2 separate regions of the Gossypium hirsutum genome follow, and region 2 is linked to region 1. A link is a contact called in public Hi-C data. All regions are on one chromosome and are shown on one strand. Each heading gives the region's core, a stretch centred on a gene start, on an enhancer-like site or on the middle of the called end of the contact. The rest is flanking DNA. Distances are from core to core; before and after follow the strand shown.

Region 1 (4,296 bases), core at 940-3,439:
CTCAACTTTAGAGTAGCTAACAAAATAGTCATTTAGATTTTATTTCAGTCACTCAACTTTTAAAAAATAACAAAACAGCCACTAACATTATAAAAAAGTGACAAAACAGTCACTGACTAACAGTTTCCGTTAGTGTTTTAACAGAATCGCTAATGTGGCAAGTTAGCTAGCTGATGTGGCCAATTAACTTGCCACGTTGGATGAAAAAATTGAAAAAAAACCCAAAAAAAACCCATTTAACAGAGAAGAAGAATAAGAAGCAGCAGCAGAAAAAGAATCAAGCTGAGAACCTCCAGCTGCATGGAAACTTATTAGTTTCTGAGAACCTCTTAGTGACCTAGTCTTAAGTCACCCATTTGAGCCCTGAACTTTACATATCAAGAATCAAGCATGGAAATTTCCATCAATTTTATGCCAGCAAAAGGCACTTACATTATAAGCATCAGAATGGGAGCATGGATTCTTATATTTTAAATAGGGGTAATGGTGTAGTTACAGAAATGTATTCCTAACCTTTGCAGAAAGTGGAGCAACATACAGAATTATTGAAGCATTGCAACATGGGTTTAGAAACTGAAATAGGTATCAGTGCAATGCTTGAAGAAAAGGCGCCTCAATGCACTTGAAAGTATCTGATGAAGAGGCTTCGAGGGAAATGGTGCTCCCAACTTTGATAATGGTGCTCTTGAAAACTCTCCTCCATTGATCGACTCTACCACTAATAATAATCATAAGCAATAAAGAGGAGAAACAAACATATAATTAGTGTGTTAATTCGATTACGAGATGATGTTGTATAGTATTCTGGTGGTTCTGGTTATCGTACTACTATCCACTGAAGTCGCCATTGTGCATGGTGAAGGTAAGGGTAACAGTGGGAATGGCAACAACAATGGTAACGGATATGGCAACAGCAATGGTAAGGGCAAGGGCGACAACAATGAGGACAAACGCAAAAACAAGGGCAATGGAGATAAGAAAAAGAATAAGAAAGACGATGATGAAGTGAATTATAACATGTCGTCATCAAAGACCGGGCAAGAAAGAGCCTACTGCAAACGGAAAAGTGCTTGTAACCTGAAGACCCTTGTTTATCCATCTGAATGCCCTCAAAGGAAGCCTACTAAGAAGAAAAAGCAGAAGGCTTGCCATATTAACTGCTGCAGCAAGTGCGAAGAAGAATGTTTGAAAACCCACATTAACAACGGTTAGATGTAGAGAATGGAGGGGAATGGTGCTCCCAACTTTGATAATGGAGATCCATTGCAGGAAAAGCATAAGATGGAGGTATCTCACTAGGTACAGATGGACCATTCCAGTGACCGTTGAAGCTAGAACTATCTGAAATACTTCCACTGGAATTTTAGGAAGAGGGATGAGTAGCAGTTTAGCAAAGATAGGGCTGGTAGGGCTGTCAAATTGAGAGTAACTGGCTGGCTGGACGATTTTTTAACACCAAAGACATCGTCACATGACACGTCACTTTTCCGTGACGTCTGTAATGGAAAACGGTAAAAAGAATTATTTTGTGATTTTTCGAAAGTTGAGTGACTGAAATGAAACTTAATTGACTGTTTTGTCAGTTACCTCAAAGTTAAGTGACTATTGGTGTAATTTACCTTAATTTTAAATATTGTATCATAAAAATAAATATAATTAAAATCTATAATAAAATTATTAAAAATAATAATAATACAGTTGATATTTGCTGTTCATAAGAGAACAGAATTTTACAGCCACCCTGTTTAGATTTGGTTTTACTAAAGGATTTCGATAGTGCAAAAAGAAGCATGGCATTCATAGCCATGAACCGTCATTTTGAGACAGTAATGTCATTTTTACCAATAACAAACTGGCACATTATTTTTATTTTATTTTTTTACTTTTTCAATTAAAGTCATAGTTATAATTCATATTATATATGCCAACCCTTTTAAAGGGTACATTGGGCTTGCTTTCCGAAATACATATGTATTGGGCTCATCTTATTATGTCTATGTGGGAAATCCAAGTTCTTTCTGTGTCGAAAAAACCGAGTAGCCGACCGCGAAAAGAACCTTGAATTGGGGGCAAATCAAGCATTTCAACTTAATACACGTGTCGTTTTATCATTGGATAAGATTCTTTTTCTGTCTTCGTTGTCTCGCACGATCTCCATCATGATATGGAGCGGAGTGGAGCCCCAAAAAGAATATATAAATTAATAATTAAAACCACTAAAATATTTCACTTCAGCACAAAAAAGAAAGGAAAAAAAATTCAAAAAAGAACTAGAAATTTATTATCGCTCACAGTCTCTTTGAGAAAGCCCAATAATTCCCTCTCTCATTTTTAATTTTAGATATTTTTGTTGCCCTAGATTTTCTCTGTAAGCTCTACCTAGAGAAGAAGCCATGGTGAGTTTTTTCTTTTCATTTTTTTAATTTTTTTCTGCTATTTTCCTTTCCATTTTCAGTTCAAGTCTTTGTCTTCGATCTGTCTTTCTTTGACTTGCGTGGAACATTTAAATTTTTTAGATCTGATTTATTATTTACATTGAACGTAGAACTCTGTGTTTCTGCTGATTGGCATAGTCTGAATCTTTTTATTTTTTTTGGTTGTTGCTGGATTTGCATTTTGGTTTAATGATGATAGTTATGAATGTTTTCATGCTTCGGTTATTGTTCGATCTTCTGCTTGATGCTGTATTGACGTTTTGGATTGTTAAAACTTGAATGAGAACTTATTATAGATAAAAACAATGCTTAACTTAATCTTCATGGATCTACCATTACGGTTCCTTTGACAATTTGGGTTTGAACTCATATATTAATAAGCGTTATAACTTAAATATGTTTAACGGATCAATACACTATATAGATTTTGAGAAATTATTATAGATAAAAACATGCTTAAATTAATCTTCATGGATCTACCATTCGGATTCCTTTGAAATTTTGTGTTTGAATTGAGATATTAATAAACGTTATGATTTACAATGCTTAACGAACTGTTTATCGAATTGTAATGATTTTCTTTTTCTCTCTTATCCATTATCTTTTTTGGCTTTTGTTTTCTAATGGATTCATTTTGATCATTTTTCTAGTGTCCATCGTTGATAGATGACGTTTTTTAAATTTAAAAATATTGTTTAATTCATTCTTTTTTATCCCCACAAGCGGATGTGCATCACTGGTGAAGCGATTTCCTATTGATAACCTGTGACATGCCATCTCAACTACTTTTATTATTGTTAGTATTGTTGCTGCTTGACTTTATCACAAAGAAAGTAATCGGATTCATCTCTTAGAGTGGCCCCAGTTGGTTAATACTCTAAGATTGGGATATTGCATTTACACCTGTTAAATTTTTAAGAATGTTGTTTCAAAATTTATGGTTCATTGTCAAAACAGTGAAAAAAAGGTGGGATTGGATCAATTTGGTTGACCCGGTTGTTTTGAGTCATTGATCCGTCTTTATGTTCTTTTTTCTAAATGGGAGAGAGAACTCAAGAACATATGATTTTTTTTAATTAGCCTAATTATGATTTCATCTTTTGGGAATTCTAGCCAATGGGAGAGATATTGAGTCCAACCTTTGTAAACACTGTTTGTGCTCTCTTTATATTTATCTGGTTTAAATCCTATCATGTGTGGGTCTTGTCTAGATTTATTTTGGTCTATGTTTAGAGATATTCCGGTTATCAATCCATTGTACAGTTATTGATTCTAATTATAGTTATTTGGATTTATATTATTCATATATGTAATTGTGATTGTTCTTGTATTTGTGCTCTCAAAAAAATAAAAATAAAAAATTGGGTCATTGTTGTATGGAATCTTATGTATTCCTTGAACCTTTCCATTACAGGCTAATGCAGCGTCTGGAATGGCTGTGCATGATGACTGCAAACTGAAGTTCCTTGAGTTAAAGGCCAAAAGAACATACCGCTACATAGTATTCAAGATTGAGGAGAAACAGAAGCAGGTTGTTGTAGAAAAGCTTGGTGAGCCAAGTCAAAGCTATGATGATTTCACTTCAAGCCTCCCTGCTGATGAATGTCGGTATGCTGTCTATGATTTTGACTTTGTGACTGCTGAGAATTGCCAAAAAAGCAGGATTTTCTTCATTGCATGGTATGTGTTAGTGCTTTTGCCTATTATTCTCAAGCATTGTACATTCTAGTCGTTGCTGTTTATGTTTTTTTTTTTTTTTGTTTATTTGAAGGTCTCCTGACACCTCAAGGGTGAGAAGCAAGATGATTTATGCAAGCTCAAAGGACAGGTTCAAGAGAGAGTTGGACGGTATTCAAATAGA
Region 2 (4,469 bases), core at 953-3,452, 150 kb after region 1:
TTACCTAGCATCACTAGACACGATACATACAAAGATTTTTTGTGGTCATTGTGATCCAGAGAACCAATGTAGATCATTTGTGGTTATTTTGGTAGAGAACCCATGATACATACACTTTCATATTAGGAATATGCATCAAAATCCCAATTGAAATTAGCTACGGTAACCAGGAACCATGTGTAAGAAGGGAAAAACACCAGGAACTAGACTATAATTCTAAAAGGCAAAAATCAAGTTCACTTCCTTTTTTTTTCTTTGTTACTTTATCCAGTTTCGGGAGACTCCAAATTATACCTTGCCAAGCCACCAACCATCCACACAGTTGACAGCACCAGAAATAAACAGCAGCAACAGCCAAAAAATTTATATTCCCATTAAACTACCATCATTCGAGCAGAGCAGTCCGGAAGGAGGCAAGAAATTTGAGTTCCACTCACAGGGCAATCAGATTAAAATTCGGGGAAAGCTAACTGAATTTTATATCTTTTAACTTGATTAGAAATGGTTCACAAGAAAATGATTTTCTCCAGAGAAGAACTCATAAACGTGAATTACTACTGCAGCAAGAAAAAGATCTGGAAAGAGGAATTTCATGATGAAGGACAAAAGGACTACAAACTAATCATGAGATCGCTTACCCATTTATGGAATAAAAGGGAAAAAATGTGAGATGCGAATGATTGGCTCCATAGTTGCACAATCAGATCAAGGATCGGCTTTCCACTATCAGGGGATCGAATATAGTAATCCGCAAGGACATCGTAAAAGCATAATCGACCATTAGCACCAAACTCAGCAGGAGTTATTGCATCTTCGTCTCTACTTAGGATTATATCTGTTTTAAGTCAACAAAATCACACATAACTGAACATTAAATTTCCATCTGATAAAAAGAATTACAAAGGCACGAAAACTTGAAAAATATCTATTTGATTAATGTAATTTTTAATACGAAAAGCCAAACAATTAGAATGAGTTAAAGATCTTAGCTAACCTTTGGCTCGATCATCGACTTCCAAAGCTATATCTGCAAATAGTTCTTGTAATAAGTTGCGTCTCTGAGATGGAGACGCTAATGCCTGCAATAAATTTGAACATACATCGATCAAGAAATTCCTAAACGCAGAATAAGTGCTTTTATTACTTTTGAGTTTGGATCAAATGATTAGCAGAAACGATGTAATTAATATGAGACTTCCCAGGGTCCAGACGCTAGTAAATACTCAAACCATTACCTAAAATGTTAAACCTTAAACCTAATATATCCCTTTTACGAGAAAAAAAAGGAAAAGAAATCAGAAGATTGTTTTTTTAAAAAAATCTTAAACAAATTCGGTTTTCCTCTCATCATATAAGATGAAGACGCTAATGCCTGCAATCAATTTGAACATACATCGATCAATAGGCTCTTAAACGCAGAAAAAGAAGTGCTTTTATTACTTTTTAGATCAAGTGCTTAGCAGAAACAATAAAATAAAATTAGAAGACTTTACAGAGTCCAGACGCTAGTAAATACTCAATCATTACCTAAAACGTTAAATCTTAAACCTAATATACTCCTTTTTCGAGAAAAAACAACAAAAAACAAATTAAAAGATTGATTTGAAAACGTAAAAAAAAATATTCCGCTTTTCCTTTTATCATATCGAGAAACAAAAATAAAAATAAGAGAAAAACGAACCCGCTGAAGCTTTTTCTCGATTTCTAGGGAGAGCTTGTTGAGATAAGCGGAGCTTTGAGGCCTTGAAGAAGCTTCTTGTTGCTGCATTTTATTTTACCTTTTATGTTAAGATCTCAACAGGAGAAGAAGGAAATTAAAATCTATCATTCGAGAAAGAGGAATTTTGAAATCAAATTTGAAATTGATCCAATCAAATAGTTTTTATATTTCCGTTTCCGGCCTATTCGCTCCCAACAGAAGTACTTTCTTCGATACGAATAGCAGCGGCCGTTTTGACCTTTTACCATCAAAAAGTTCAGAAGGCGGTGAATTTCATAATAATTATTTACTATAAAATATAACTTTTTAAATAAATTAATGGCGGAATGTGGAAGGTAAGCATGACCATATATGGCGTGAGAGAGAAGCAACAGCGTGGAAGATTAGAGGGGAAGAGCTTTGTTGAGAGGAAAGCCAAAATGGGGGAGAATGGTGGTAGAGAGTAGAGACTGATTATAATTGATTAACAATTTTTTATGGGGTGTTGCTGGTACGTTTTAACATTTTCCACGTGTATGATTTCACGTTCCACGTGGCTGTTTCGTAGGATGTGAGTTTTGAGTGGCCTAAGTGTGGGACTGGGTAGAGCAAACCACGGTCACCCGAGAATGGAGAATTGGAAAGCAGTTGCTTTTAATCCATTGAGCCACGTGCTATAAAATTAAACCTTTTTTTATACGTGTAAAATCTGTAGTTTTCTTCTACTTGTATGCTAAGGCATTATAAGAATTAATTTTCAATATTTTTAGAATAAAATAACATTAACAATAATCCAAAATGAGTTAAACCGATGAAATTAAAAAAAATTCAAATTCAAATTTATATTAGTATTGTATTTATAATTATTGTATATTTATAATTGTAATCTTCTCCAAATAAATTTTAAATCTCAAAAAAATATAAAAACATGAATTCAAAATGATAGAAAATTTATTTGAAATTGGTTCAAATTAAAAGTTTACCCAACCTCAAAACTGATTTGAATCGAAAGGCTTGAAGAGTTTAAAACTTGAATTGCCTTAATTCAAATTAATTCAATTGATAATTAAGTAGAAAATAAATTCAAATCTCAAAATTATATATAAACTTTTATTAAATATGATTAGTAAATTTTGATCTTGTACAATTATATGTACAAAACTTTGATTTTAATTTTATTTGATTTAATTGTATATATTAAAAATTTAATTAAACTACTTTCCTCTCTAGTAAAAACATATATTAATGAAATCTTATGTATACAGTTATACAAATTCAAAATTCCCACAATTTTAATCCCTTCCTTCATGACACTTGTCCATTCCATTGTTTTTTCTTTTTTCTTTTTTCTTTTTTTTTACAAATAAAATATTGGCTAAATTTCAATTCTAATTCTTCTAATTTTTTAGATTATATAAAAATAATTAAATTTTAATTTTATCCCTATATTTTATTCAAATTTGAAATTTTACCTTTATATTTTAATTTTGATATAGTTTAATATTTTAATTTTTATAGCATCTTTATTTAATCTAAATATTTTATTTTGACTCAAATGCTAATGTGAATTTAAAAAATTACTAACACCGTTAAAATTTTTTGTTGAATTTAGATACATTACAATGTCATTTTTTTTTCTGTTATATGAATATCAAGTTTTTTTTTTATTTTCAAATCATCACACAAACAACTTTCATAGAAAATTTTAACAATGTAAACAGATGAACTTGAATTTTAATTTCGAAAAGTAGAGAGATTAAATTCTTAAAAATAAAAGTATAATTATTAAATTCTAAATATATGAAGAGTACAAAAATCATATTGTAATTTTTAAAATTTTTAGTTTATATTTTAGCAAAAAAAATATTATTAAACGAAGGTTCATTTTAAGAATACAAGCCGAATGCATTGAGATGTAATTGGAGTATTCAGTGCATTGCAAGAGAGGCCGGGTGAATCAAGACTCGGAGATTATTAAAGCTCAAAAGTGGAAACCAGGAGAAAATATCATTTTTTATGGAGGGACTCATAAGACATGTACAAAGAAGATTGACTGGACTCACCAACCCATCAGCATTCTTCTAACTCTATCTACAATCTGATTTCTAGCTAACGTACTCGATAATTGGAATCCGCAGTTCTCGTCCAAAAGGAATCTGTAGACTTCCCATTCTCGATCTGAACTCGAATATCTTCCGATTTCAGCCTAAAAACCGACAAAGCAAATGGTTAATGGAAGGTTAAAGCCATGATTTGGATGCCAACCATGCTATTATGTATTAAACGACGGAAATACAAGCTAAACCTTTGAGTTCGAAATACCAAGCATTGTTGTATCATTGTTATCTTCTGTTATGTTATATCATAGCAATTTTGCAGTAAGTTACAATCTATTTATGGACTTCAAATCATTTTCGGTGCGGAAATGAATGCTTACCGAGAATATGCAAATTCCAAGAGCCTTTAGAGCTAGTGTAACATCATAGAAAACTCTTGGTCTCCCCTTTCCAGATAACTCAACTGGATTAGCAACCAGAAGTTCTGTATCAGGCCCACGGTTTGCGATGATGACACGCAATGGGTGAAGCATTTCCACCTTCAAACGAGAGCATAGTCCATTTTGCTTCTCAGGATCCACAAACTTTTTGCCATCCTTTTGCTGAATAAAGAGGTCCAAATCACGGCAGCCTTTGGAATTTGGTGAGAACCGGCCAAAAGCTATCTGATAAAAACAAAACAAAGTAGCATATATCAGAAAAGTTGAAAATTC

The links. A called contact is a pair of places that touch in the nucleus more often than the background predicts.
Region 2: a Hi-C map of leaf shows a contact between it and region 1, with 1.9 times the contacts expected there. The contact joins the promoter of LOC107885931 here to the promoter of LOC107963946 in region 1. A contact is called at or near these places in 3 of 34 Hi-C or Micro-C datasets (anther, hypocotyl and leaf).

Annotation. Positions count from the first base shown.
Region 1 is chrA03:7,891,149-7,895,444 of Gossypium_hirsutum_v2.1, forward strand. LOC107963946 (actin-depolymerizing factor 2) reads left to right here and starts at 2,190. Exons shown (of 3, transcript XM_016900502.2): 1 at 2,190-2,396; 2 at 3,850-4,115; 3 at 4,207-4,296. The coding sequence starts at 2,394.
Region 2 is chrA03:8,040,213-8,044,681 of Gossypium_hirsutum_v2.1, forward strand. LOC107885931 reads right to left here and starts at 2,203. Exons shown (of 12, transcript XM_016809697.2): 1 at 2,067-2,203; 2 at 1,682-1,762; 3 at 995-1,079; 4 at 639-835. The coding sequence starts at 2,069. LOC107885930 (ACT domain-containing protein ACR9) reads right to left here. Exons shown (of 6, transcript XM_016809695.2): 5 at 4,137-4,421; 6 at 3,653-3,905. The coding sequence ends at 3,759.